Regions from separate parts of the Mus musculus genome. Here region 1 is linked to region 2. A link is a contact called in public Hi-C data. All regions are on one chromosome and are shown on one strand. The core of a region is the stretch at or near the end of the contact, and the rest is flanking DNA. Distances in the headings are between cores, read along the strand shown.

Region 1 (6,673 bases), core at 1,206-3,705, 130 kb before region 2:
TGGCTGTCCTGGAACTCACTTTGTAGACCAGGCTGGCCTCGAACTCAGAAATCCGCCTGCCTCTGTCTCCCCAGTGCTGGGATTAAATGCGTGCACCACCACGCCTGGCACAACTTTTATTATTAATAATAAGCCTTAAACAGCACAAGAGCTGGGCAGATATCTACCCTCTATGCTATTAAAATCTACTTCCCTATCGATAACCCTGAGTTATTACTGTGTTTCATCTGGGCTGCTCGTAACTCTAACTGGCCAGCCCTCAGTGTCACGTTCTCATGGCGCACCTAGCCCATGGTGGCTTCTCCTTTCTCCTCACCTTCTTCTCCAGCTCCTGACTCTCCCTCAACAACCCCCAGCCCGAAAACCATAAAACCCACCTATATCTCTCCTGCCCAGCTATTGGCTGTCAGCATCTTTATTTACCAATCAAAAGCAACTTGGGTACAAGGGCACATAGTATCACTTGGGTCTATGTGCAGACTCTTGTATTTCTGGGGCAACCAGGTCTTTCTTGGGGACCACACTTTGCATTACAATACACAGCAAAAGTCCTCATGTCCTCAGCACCAGTAAAGCGTGGAGGGAGAGAACTGACTACAGGAAGCTGCTCTCTAATCTTTGCCCACATGCTGTGACATGTGCACACATAGGCACATGCATTTCATATGCAAGGTAATAATAAAATTTTAAAAGGATATTGAACAATATGTAGAGCCTGTTTGGGTCCAACAAGTCCAGGTACTAAAGGCCCATTTTAAAAATTGTGGGAGGAGCTGGAGAGATGGGTCAGTGATAAAGAGCATTGTCTGTTCTTCTTCTAGAGTATCTGAGTACAATTCCCTTTACTACCAGGGCAGCTCACAACCATCTGTCACTCCAGCTTCAGGGAATCCAATGCCTCTGGGCTCCAAAGATACCTGTACTCTATGTGTGTGTGTGTGTGTGTGAACATGCAGACACACACAAACGCATAATTAAAACTAACAATAAATAAAATATTTGCTATAAATATTTTATAAGTAATAATAATAAATAAAATTTTTTTTATTGTCAGGCTGTACATATGGTGCGCACCTTTAATCTGAGCACCTGGGGTCCACTCTCAGCATCCACACGGTGGCTCACACCTATTTGTAACTCCTGTTCCAGAGAATTCAGGGTCCTCTTCTGGCTTCCGTGAACACTGCAAAAATAGCAAAAACGGAGTACACAGACAAAAACTCATATACATAAAATAATTTTGTTAAAAACAAAACAAAACAAGTGGGCTGGTGAGATGGTTCAGTGGGCAGAGGTATTTGAGACCAAGTCTGATGACCTGCCTGCAATCCCCAGGACCCACAGGGCAGAAGAAGACAGCCAGTTCCTGCCAGTTGTCCTCTGACCTCTGCATCATCCTCTGTGGTGTGCACGTTCCCCGTCTCACAAATAAATATAATTAAAATTTTTTTGTTAAGGGCTGGAGAGATGGCTCAGTGATTAAAAGCACTGGATGCTCTTCCAGAGGTCCTGAGTTCAAATCCCCTGCACCCACATGGCAGCTCACAACCATTTATAATGGGATCTGATGCCCTCTTCTGATGTATATAAATAATTAAAAAAAAATGTTGTAGAGTCAGGCAGTAGTGGTGCATGCCTTTAATCCCAACACTTGGGAGGCAGAGGCAGACAGATCACTATGAGTTTGAGGCCAGCCTGGTCTACAGAGTGAGTTCCAGGACAGCCAGGGCTACCCAGAGAAATCATGTCTGGAAAAAAACAAAAAATGTTACTGGGGATATATCTTACTGGTATAGTATTTGCCTGAATTTAATCCACAATGCACACAGTAGAAGAAGAAAACTGACCCCCATGGAACAGTATTCTGAACATGATATGAGTTTGTGTGTGTCCGGTGCAACACCATAAATTAATTAATTAAAAAAACAGGTTTGTATATCATATGTGTATCTGCTGCCCAAGGAGGCCAGAAGGTGTGAAAAGTATGGACAGATGTGAGTTGTCATGAGGGGGCTGGAGACCAAACCTGGGTCCTCTTGTAAAAGCAACAAGTACTCCTACCTGCTGAGCCATCTCTCCAGCCTCTGCCCTCTCCAAAAATTATTTAGGAAAAAAAAAAAAAAATTGACTCCACACTGTGCGACCTTAGAATGTGTGTCCCTTAGCTACTCTATGGCCTTAACTATGTAACCTATTAAATGGGCCAGAAACCTCTCAGAGTGATTGAGAGAATAATGCCAACCAAGTGCTTGATGCACAGTGTGCGCTCAATAAAGGTTAACTCTCTTCAACGCTGCGCGATGGTAATCTTGGTCCCAAAGAACTGTTTGGTGAAAGACTAGGAGAAGAGGCTCTTTGTCTTCCAGCAGAGTGAAACAAGAGTAGGCTGGAGAGTGAGTGCGTTTTGTATGAGGAGCTGGGCTGGGATAAAGATGGCTGCGGGTGCCCAGAAGGCTAAGAGAGAGGTTGCCGCCTTGGAATTTGGAACAGAAAGAGAGAAGCATAAGGCCGATGATTCACTGCTGGGATGAGGCTTCTAGGGTTTATAAAAACAAAAGAAAAAGAAAAGAAAAGAAGTGAAATGAAATGAGAAAAAAGAAAAGAAAAGAAAGAAAGAAATGAAAAGAAAAGAAAGAAGAAAAAAAAAAAAAGACGTAGAAGACTGAAAACTCCAGCGATCCCTTCAGGAGGTGGTGTTCACTCCGCAGCGAGCTGCGCGGCTGAGCAGGTTTGCTGAGTGCTTGGAGAAAGAAGTTGGTTGGGACAAAGGTTCTGAAGGGGGTACAGCCAAAACGCCCCAGTGAGTTCCCTCTTTCCCTCCGCATTACTCAGCCAAAGAGTAAGCTGAGAATTGCATTTTGAGGCCACAGCGCCCTCTGCTGGACTGAGGTCCTAGAGGACCCCAGCTAGAGTTCTATGGGAGACCACGCACATATCATCTTTTAATAAAAGTGTGTTAAGTAGGGGAAGAGGGGAGGGGATAGGGGGTTTTCGGAGGGGAAATTAGGAAAGGGGATAATATTTGAAATGTAAATAAAGAAAATATCTAATTAAAAAAGAAAAAAAGTGTGTTAAGTAACAGCAGGGCGTGGTGATGCACGCCAATAAGTCCTCGTATTTGGGAGATGGAGGCATGAGGCTACATTGGGGGTGAGACCTCAAAACACACACACACACACACACACACACACACGGGGCTGGAGAGATGACTTAGGGTTTAAGAGCACTGACTGTTCTTCCAGAGGACCTGAGTTCAATTCTCAGCAACCACATGGCAGCTCACAACTGTCCACTCCAAATCTGACATCCACACACAGATATACATGGAAGCAAAATACATAAAATAAAAGTAAATAGATTATTAAAATATTAGAAATGTGTGATATTTGTTCAGCAAATGGTTACTTTTGTAACTATTCACAGTTGGTGTCCATAAATGTATGCTGTATAACGTGTACTCTCCTTCATAGCTCTTGGAGTTCTAGGGCTGTAGATTAAAAACAGTTAGCAGTTGAAGCTGAAACCTGCAGAACAAGGCAGCCAGATACTATCTGCTATTTTACATCCCAGGAAACTGAGGTACGTATTTAGGTCACCTGCCTAAAGTCACACAACTAGAAGAGCCAGAATAATCGGAGCTTTGAAAGCCTAAAGGTGCTGGAAAGATGGCTCAATAGATAAGAGCACTGACTGCTCCTCCAGAAGTCCTGAGTTCAAGTCCCAGCAATCACATAGTGCTCACAACCATCTGTAATGAGATCTGATGCCCTCTTCTGGTGTGTCTGAAGAGAACAACAGTGTGCTCATATATACACATAAAATAAATAAATAATTCTTTAAGAAAAAGAAGAAGAAACTGGGCAGTGGTGGTGCATGCCTTTGATCCCAGCACTTGGGAGGCAGAGGCAGGTGGATTTCTGAGTTCAAGGCCAGCCTGGTCTACAGAATGAGTTCCAGGACAGCCACGGCTACACAGAGAAATCCTGTCTCGAAAAAACCAAAAAAAGGAGGAGGAGGAGGAGGAGGAGGAGGAAGAAGAGGAGGAAGAGGAGGAGGAGGAGGAGGAAGCCTAAAGGCCTGAGTTTGCACCCTGGGTCTCAAGGCAGATGGGGAGAATGCACTCCTGAACCTGACCTCCACACATGTGTGCTGTGGTGTGTGGGTGCCTGCATGCAAACCCATGTATCATACATGCATGTGTCATGGTAATAAACAAAACTTCTAAAAATTCAGAGAGTAAAGGGACCTGCTGCTAAACCTAAGGAGCCTCATATTCAGATGTTGGAAGGAATTCTCAAAACAGCTGTGAGGACCACCTCCTGCAGGTTGTCCTCTGACTGTCACACATGTGCCTATCTACACACACTGTGTGTGTATACATACATACATACATACATATATGTGCATACACATGCACACACACACATATGTTGGAGATTGGTTCTAATGCTTTGATTCTATCAGAAATCTGCATGTCCAGATGCTGAAGGTCTCTGTCTCCAATTGGTTTTTGATTAATCAATAAAGATGCCAACAGCTAATGGCTGGGCACTGGGCAGGACACTTAGAGTTTCTCGGGTAGGATGCAGAGAGGAGCAGAGGAGAGTCAGGAGAATCGCCATACCTCAAGGAAGAAGGATCAGGTGCAAGAGTGGCCGGAGATAAAGCCAACCAGACACGTGAGAATTTGGGTGGTCACTTCCTCGGTTGGGCCTAAGGTAGCCAGGGAAGGTTTGGGAGTGCTCAGCCTTCAAGGCAGCCAAGGCATCTTTAAAATAAGCTAATGTGTATGTGTCATTCACTCAAGGGTCCAAAGATAGTTCCTGAATGGATGCTTCGGATTCGCCAGGAGCCGAAGCGGTGTAGCCAAAACTCACGGCTACATATACTCAATACCACTCTCTTTTACCTGAGGTTAAGTGGATGCTGTTGTTCATGAATATAAACTTCTTACTTCTAGTTATGAGTTTCCTTTTTTTCTTTTCTTTTTTTTTTTTTTTTTTTTTTGAGACAGGGTTTCTCTGTGTAGGCCTGGCTGTCCTAGAACTCACTCTGTAGACCAGGCCTGGTTCTGATTTTCAAACCATTGGGGTGTTTGTTTGTTTGTTTTTGTTTTGTTTTAGATTTATTTATTTATTTTATGTATATCAGTGCACTGTAGCTGTACAGATGGTTGTGAGCCACCATGTGGTTGCTGGGATTTGAACTCAGGACCTTTAGAAGAATACTCAGTGTCCTTCATTGCTAAGCTATCTCTCCAGTCCCCTCAGGGCTACTTTTAGAAGGCTCAGGGACATGGTGGTAGATAAAGCACAAATGAATGAAGATGAATGAAGAGAATGAAGATGAATGCCATCTTTGGGGAATAGCATGGTCTTGGCATTTTTGAACCTAAAGAATTACAATTAGAAGTGTGGCTTGGGGGACTGGTCCTAAACAACACAGAGGAACGGATCTCTGTGAGTTCAAGATCAGCCTGGTCTATACCAGCAAGGTCTAGGGCAGCCAGAGTTGTACAGGAAGACTCTGTCTCAAAATAAACAAACAAATAAATAACTTGGTCTACCATTAACTAAGGAAACGGAAGCTCCTCTCTCCTTGTCCTATCCACCTGATGAATACTCTGCCTCCTGTGTTAACCCGCATGGAAGTTAAGACTGGCCTCTGGTTCTAGCCCGTGCCTGTCCCACCCCTGTGGAACTTCCCTGCCCCAGAACTAGAATGAATTGTCTTACATCCAGTGTATGGGGAAAATTGGGGCTCAGTAGTTCTTGCGGCTTTTGTGGTCTAACCAGACTTTGAGCAGTGCTGGGTAAGACCCCTCTGCCAGGGTCACAAATTCAAGGCCATCACAAGCTGGCCTCTAACTCTGCCTCACCTCCAGGGTGCTGGGATTACAGGTTTGCATTTCTAGTTAGTTTATGTGATGTTGGGGGAGAAACTCAGGGCCTAGAGTGTGGTTGGCAAGAACTCTACCGACTGAGCTATAACCCTAGCCTTAAAACCATATCTAAAGAATTATGTTTATATATGTTCATATGTCTGTATGAATGTATGCCATATGTGTGCAGGCATGGAATCCAGAAAAAAGATTGTGATTCCTGGAGCTGGAGTTACTGGCAGTTGTGAGCCATCAGATGTAGGTGCTGGGAATCACAGTCCTGACCTCGGGAAGAGGAACAAGCCCACTTAAGTACTGAGCCATCTCTCCAAACCCTGGAAACCCAGTGAGGGGTCCTTGAAAATGCTGGCACCAACAGAAAAACAAACCATGAGAGGCAAGAGGAATCCAGTTCAGCAAGATTTAGTTAGCCAGGCTAGTTCAAATTTCTGGAGTCTGACACCGAGCCATTTGTGTATACACACACACACACACACACACACACACATACACACATATATAATATAATATATAATATTTGCATATATAATATCTAATATTTATATATTAGAATATATTAATTATATATAATAAATATATAACATATAATAATATATTATTAATTCAGACACACCAGAAGAGGGCATCAGATCCCATTACAGATGGTTGTGAGCCACCATGTCGTTGCTGAGAATTGAACTCAGGACCTCTGGAAGAGCAGTCAGTGCTCTTAACTCCCTGAGCCATCTTTCCAGCCCTCTTTTAAAGATATCTAAGTACAGTATAATTTTG
Region 2 (6,300 bases), core at 3,766-6,265:
TAAGCTATGTGTTTTACATAATTTTGGAGGGACAAACCTCAAAATAGTCCAAGACTTGGGAAAATAACCTTCACCTCTTCTGTCTGTTTCCACAACAAAGACCTTTACAGTGCTATTCTGAGGGAAGAGAGGCAGAAGAAACCGGCTGAGCTAAACTTGAAGAAGACAGTGTCACACCAGGGAGGGGACAGCAGATGTTGTCCGGTGCAGCCCCCTAATGCTGACCCTTCTGAGGAGACAGATCTTCCACTTAAAAAGCAGATGGGGTATAGAAGGCAGATTTCCAGCTGTGAGGATCAAGGTCAGGTGGCTTGGTAGAGGTCAGGCTATTCTCTGGAGTCCCGTGGAGTTTGATGGTTCACATGTGCCAGAAATGGGTTTTGAGCACCTAACATGTGCTTAGACTATTCCAAAGCTGGGCTGAGCAGTGAATAAAGCCAGTCTCTATCCCATGGGATCTCTGTTCAAGAAGATGAATGAAGTAAACCAAGAAATAAAGGTGTAGTCAGTGCTGGCCAGGGCTGTGAATGGAAAGGGGTGGGAAGAGTCTGTAATCCCAGCTATTCTAGAGGTAGAGGTAGGAGAATCACAAGTTCACAGCCTGCCTGGACTACAGGGTGAGTTCAGGGCCAGCCTGGGCTACAGAGTGAGTCCAAGGTCAGTTTAGGCTACAGAATGAGTTCAAGGCTAGCCTGGGCAGCTTATTCTGAGAATCTGAGATTCTGACATGATGTCTCAAAAAGTAATTTTTAAAAAAAGATTTTTATTTATTTATTATATGTAAGTACACTGTAGCTGTCTTCAGACACTCCAGAAGAGGGAGTCAGATCTCATTACGGATGGTTGTGAGCCACCATGTGGTTGCTGGGATTTGAACTCAGGACCTTTGGAAGAGCAGTCGGGTGCTCTTACCCACTGAGCCATCTCACCAGCCCCCGTAATTTTTTATATATGTGTAGATAGATAGATAGATAGATAGATAGATAGATAGATAGATAGAGATAGATAGATACATAGAGCTCTGTTAGGTCTGTTAGGGTATTTACCTAACACACAGGAAACTCTGGTCAGGTTCAGTAAACCAGGAGTGGTAGCACAAACATGTTTAACCAGAATTCATGCAGTAGAGAGAATAGGATCAGAAGAGTTGGAGGCTAAGGAGTTGCAGAGACAAAGTTTGGAGATGAGACGGAGGGTAGGACCATGCAGAGACTGCCCCATTCAGGGATCCATACCATAATCAACCACCAAAAGCAGACATTATTGCATATGCCAGTAAGATTTTGCCCACAGGACCCTGATATAGCTGACTCTAGTGAGACTATGCCAGTGCCTGGCAAATACAGAAGTGGAGGCTCACAGTAATCTATAGGATGGAACACATGGCCCCCAATGAAGGAACTAGAGAAACTACCCAACGAGCTGAAGGGGTCTGTAACCCTATAGGAGGAACAGCAATATGAACTAACCAGTACCCCCTGAGCTCATGTATGTAGCAGAAGATGGCCTAATCGGCCATCATTGGGAGGAGAGGTCCTTGGTCTTGCAAAGATTATATGCCCCAATACAGGGGAATACCAAGGCCAGGAAGTGGGAGTGGGTGAGTTGGAGAGCAAGGTTGGGGGGAGGATATAAGGGACTTTTGGAATAGCATTTGAATTGTAAATGAAGAAAATATCTAATAAAAAATTGTTTAAAAAAAGAGTTGGAGGCTAGCCTGGGCTACATTAGATTCTGTCTCAAAAGGGTACTTTGAGTGTATGTCTGTCACTGGCTGCTATTGTGTGTCAACCTGACACAAGCTAGAGTCCTCAGACAGGAAGGAGCCTTGGCTGAGAAAATGCCTCCATGAGATCCAGCTGTAGGACATTTTCTCAGTTCTAGCACACTAGTGATCAATGGGGGAGGGCCAGCCCATTGTGGTCCTGGGTTTTATAAGAAAACATACTGACAAGCCAGGGAAAGCAAGCCAGTAAGCAACCTCCCTTCATGGCCTCTGCATCAGCTCCTGCCTCCAGATTCCAGTCCTGCTTGAGTTCCTGTCCTGACTTCCTCCACTGATGAGCTATGATCTGGAAGTGTAAGCCAAATAAACCCTTTCCTCCCCAACTTGCTTTTTGGTCCTGGTGTTTTTCGTCAAGTCAATAGAAACCCTGAGACAATGCCTTTCCTCAGCATACCACCCTACTCCCATTCCTCCTTAATAACGGTCCTATTTCTATCACATTTTTAGAAAGTAAGGAAAAAGAAAGCTGAGACAACTTTCAGTAGGGGAGCAGTCGTTTACTATGTCCAAGACCCTGAGTTCAATCTTCAGTACTGAGGGTGGGGAGAAAGACAGAGGAGGGTGATGTGGAGAGGAGAAGGGGGATGTGGAGAGGAAAGGGGAGGGGAGGAAAGGGGGTAGGGGAGGACAGGAGAGAAGAGAGGAGAGGAGGGAGGCTGGAGAGATGGCTCAATGGTTAAGAGCACTGACTGCTCTTCCAGAGGTCCCAAGTTCAATTCCCAGCAGCCACATGGTGGCTCACAACCATCTGTAATGACACAAAAATCTGTCAGAGAGCTGACACCCTCTTCTGAAGACAGCTATAATTGTACTCATAATACATAAAATAAATAAATAAATCTTAGGAAAAAAAGAAGGAGAAGAAGAAGAGGAGAGGTGAGGTGAGGCGGAAGGAGGCATGGAAGGAGGGGAGTGGTGAGGAGATATCAGTGGGTGCTGGTGGAGGCGCCACTTCCCGAAGTCTTCAAAGGGAAGCCAGGTAGTCAAGGACAGGGCTCTGACGGTTGATCTGAGGCAATGAAAGAGCCGTTCCCTGCATGGAGCAAAGTGTTCAGAAAAAAAAAATTTCTGCCAGTAACAAGGGGGCAAGTTCTGGCAAAGAGGGAGTTGCTGAGGCTGGAGCCGGGTGGGGAGGGCCCTGGGGTACTTGTTTGTTAGGGAGGCAGGGGTGGTGGCTGAGCAGACACGCCTTGAACACTGAATTCAATGCTACGTGTCCAGGGACAGAAGAGGTGCATATATTCACCTCACCAGAGCCCATACTTGATTGTACCCAGAGGGGTAAAATGGTAAATCCTGATAACAATGATTTGACATCCATGCATGGCAAGTTCCAGAACAGGTTTCTAGCTGGGTGACTGAATATCTAAGTAAAGATTAAGCCGTGATCCTTGAATACCAGCCAAATTTCCTCTGGAGTCAGTCAGTCATTGCAACTGAATGGCCCAGACCACCTATCTTGATCCCAGCAAAGCATTTTAGCCTTGGGCCTCACGGACGAGAGAAATGTGAGCGGGATTGTAGTGGCTGGGATTTTAGATCTGAATGATCCTGATAAAACTGGGGTGCGGTGGGGGGGTCTCTCTGGGGTGTCTCAGCTCCATGTCAACTCTGGGCTGCCTAGAGACATCAGGAGATCCTTGAACGAAGGCAGCAGTAGCCTCTCTGCCCCACAGATAACTCCTGGCTGTGGCAGGCACAGGGATAATACAGTGGGCAAGCAAGGCAGATTCCAGGGAGCTCTGACAGATTGTGAAGTCGGCTTGAGACCAACACGATGAAATTCACCAAGGAAGAGCGCTAAAGCCTGCACTTAGGTTCCAAAAAAAAAAAAAAAAAAAAAAAAAAAGTTACATAAGCACAGAACTGGGAAATATGGTTACACGGAAATCTCTATTAAAAAGGAAGAGATGCTGCGTGCAATCCCCTCTACCCTTGGCTGGCTACTCCAGGGTCTGAGGTGGGGGGCGGGGGCGGTGAGAAGAAGGAGGAGGAAGAGGAAACAGATGGAAATGAGGGGAGGAGAAAGAAAGAAGGAAAAGAGGGAAAGAGGAAAGGAAGGGATGAAGGGAAAGACCTGGTGACTTTGCCCCCTTAAGTAGAGAGACTTAGTCAGAGGGAAGCCTGCTGCGTCCCCTAGGGGAAGCCATCCTTGTCATAGGTCTCCTGGGTAGCAGGCTGTGCTGAAGAGGTGACTGGGCAGAGAGAACGACGCAAAACAGAAGCTAAGGGATAGTGACAGCCAGAAACGATAAGGAGAGAAAGGTTGTTTGGGAGCTTGTCTTCAAACATGGGGTTCAGCGAAGGAAGATCCAGTTTGTCAATCAGGATGCCGGAACCAATGGGATTCTTTTGTGGGGGGAGGCGTCTGCTTCCACTTCTACAAAACCTCTCTAGCCAGATGTCTCCTCCAGAAGGAGGTCTTATTACTCCAAGGGAGGCAAGCCCCTCCCCGGCCAACAATAGCACCACTTACTGCACCGGTGCACCTGTCAGACTTGTGTCAGAGGACCAGGAACTGGCTATGTAGAGCAAAGTGGCCTTGAACTCACAGAGCTCTTCCTGTTGGGATAAAAGGTGCCTGGCATTCCTCCACCATCACCCCGAACCACCCCTCACACACACCTTGGTATCTCAACCACGTTACTAGGTAGAGATTATTATGATTGTCACTTTAAAGGATAAGTGAGGCTGAATATAGCGGCTTGCATTTGAAATCCCAACACTCTGGAAGCGGAGGCAGGAAAAGGGCCATGAGTTCGAGGTCATTCTGAACTTCAGACCATCCTCTTTAAAGCAAGAGAGGCTAAGAAGGCTGTAAGGAACTTGTCTTGCCTGTTTCTGAATGGAAGTCATGGGGGGCGGGGGAGGAGGCTGACATGACCACAGGTCAGCTTCCCAATGTTGGATGGAGACCGCAGCCTCCTCAACACTACGGAGCTCTCGGTGTGGGAGAAGAAAATTCTCACTCTTTCCAACTACAGCCCTTAGGAGTAGGCAATAGCCATTCTCCTACCCCTCAATTTTACACCACATCTCAAGAGCTCTCCAACCCCAACCCGGGTAATTGCCCCCTAATCGCTGCACTCCATTGCTGTCTGGAATCTTGGGTTACCGGGTGGGGGCTGCCGGGTGGGCTGCAGGCAGAGCCGGGCCTCGAGGGGGCGGTGCCCGCTGGCCCGCCGTGCCGGGTGTCGACTGCAGGGGGCGCTGGCGGCCGCTCCGGGCAGAGACAATCGCGCCGAGCGGGCGCCGCAGCCGGAGCGGGAGCCCAACCCGGAGCTGCACAGAGCGGTGCAGAACTGGGGCTGAGCGGGGCCGGCCGATCAGGGCCGGGCGGCAACGATGGACCGCTAGGGCCCGGCCGAGCCCCGCGATGCCGCCGCCGAGTGGCCCCGGCGTCCTCGCGCGGCTGCTGCCGCTGCTGGGGCTGCTGCTCGGCGGCGCCTCCCGGGCTCCCGGCAAGTCTCCGCCGGAGCCCCCCAGCCCGCAGGGTGAGTATCGGCCTCGAGGGGCGGCGATCGTGGGCCTGTACCCTGTGATCGGCTGCCACCGCTGGCCCCCTCTTCACGGTGCTAGTGACTTGGGATGCATTCTGCTCCCAGGATGGCGGGGGGAAGGCGACCTGAGATCGGTGCTTCTGGGGGAGAGATTGGGGGACTGTTTGCTGCGGGGGTCTTGGGGAGACACAATGGAGAGGGCGAGGGTCTCCAGGCTCGGCGCTGCCGCCTCCTCCGACTTGTTTTTCTCCCTCCTGGTCCGCGAGGCACTGCAGCCAGAGCTATTGTCTGCGGAAGACACCCGCCCAGGGGCGGGCTGGGGCGGGCGCCGGCTCCGCAGCCCCCCGCGGGTCCCTAGCTGCGACCCAGGCTGGGTGGGGGCGCAGACATCGGCTGCCACCCTGGCCGGACTGGGGCTGGGAGCTTAGAGCTGGGCTGCGAGGGGGGAGGGGAGAGGGGGAGTGGGTGAGGCTGTAGGCGGGATTGACTGCTCGAATGGGGTTTTCACCCAGGAGCCTGACAGCTTCTAGCCAATCCCCCCCCAGGTTTAGAATTTGGGGCTCACCGAATAAACACTGATCAGCTCATGCTAGAGGGAGGGGATGCATTTGGAAGGGGGGGGGCGAGTACAGGCGTTATTGTGATTCCCGGCTCAAGGCGCATGGCAGGGCTGTGGTCACGGAGCCATGCTGAGCTGGCTGGCTAGCTGTGGGCAGTACCAGCTGAGAGGGCAGGTGTCTGGGTCCTTGTCCAGCCTGTCTCTTGCTACTACTCTCTTCTACCAGCTTCCCTTCTTCATTTCACTCATTCCCCCGCCCCCAAAGGAGACCCTGACCCTCCTAACGCCTAACCTGGCCCACATGGGTGTGTGAGGTGAAGGTAGAGCTGGCCCCTGCATTGGGAGCTGGACACCCTGACTCCACAGCTCACTCGTGGGTGCTCTGGGCCTCTCTTCTCCTCATCCCTGCTTCCCTCTCCCACCTTTCTGGTTCCTGCGCCACCACCCCACAATTG

The links. A called contact is a pair of places that touch in the nucleus more often than the background predicts.
Region 1: a Hi-C map of nephron progenitors shows a contact between it and region 2, with 2.8 times the contacts expected there. The contact joins the enhancer-like site here to the promoter of Fam171a2 in region 2. A contact is called at or near these places in 11 of 39 promoter capture datasets (the 3T3-L1 cell line, the C10 cell line, cranial neural crest and 6 more), 19 of 484 Hi-C or Micro-C datasets (the G1E-ER4 cell line, the HL-1 cell line, embryonic fibroblasts and 8 more), 7 of 115 datasets of contacts at active chromatin or transcription factors (embryonic hindbrain, embryonic stem cells and pancreatic cancer cells) and 4 of 9 other capture datasets (adipose tissue, embryonic stem cells, liver and 1 more).

Annotation. Positions count from the first base shown.
Region 1 is chr11:102,569,178-102,575,850 of GRCm38.p6, reverse strand. No RefSeq gene overlaps it. Among named protein-coding and RNA genes, the nearest start is that of Gm11627, 6.6 kb to the left of the region's middle. Within about 2 kb of position 2,455, at least 88 of the 459 cell types and tissues checked have an H3K27ac peak or open chromatin away from gene starts, as enhancers often do. A contact at or near this core is called in adipose tissue, embryonic fibroblasts, nephron progenitors and 1 more, where this site is marked.
Region 2 is chr11:102,446,378-102,452,677 of GRCm38.p6, reverse strand. It overlaps Fam171a2 (family with sequence similarity 171, member A2), which reads left to right and starts at 5,015. Exons shown (of 8, transcript NM_199200.2): 1 at 5,015-5,280. The coding sequence starts at 5,163.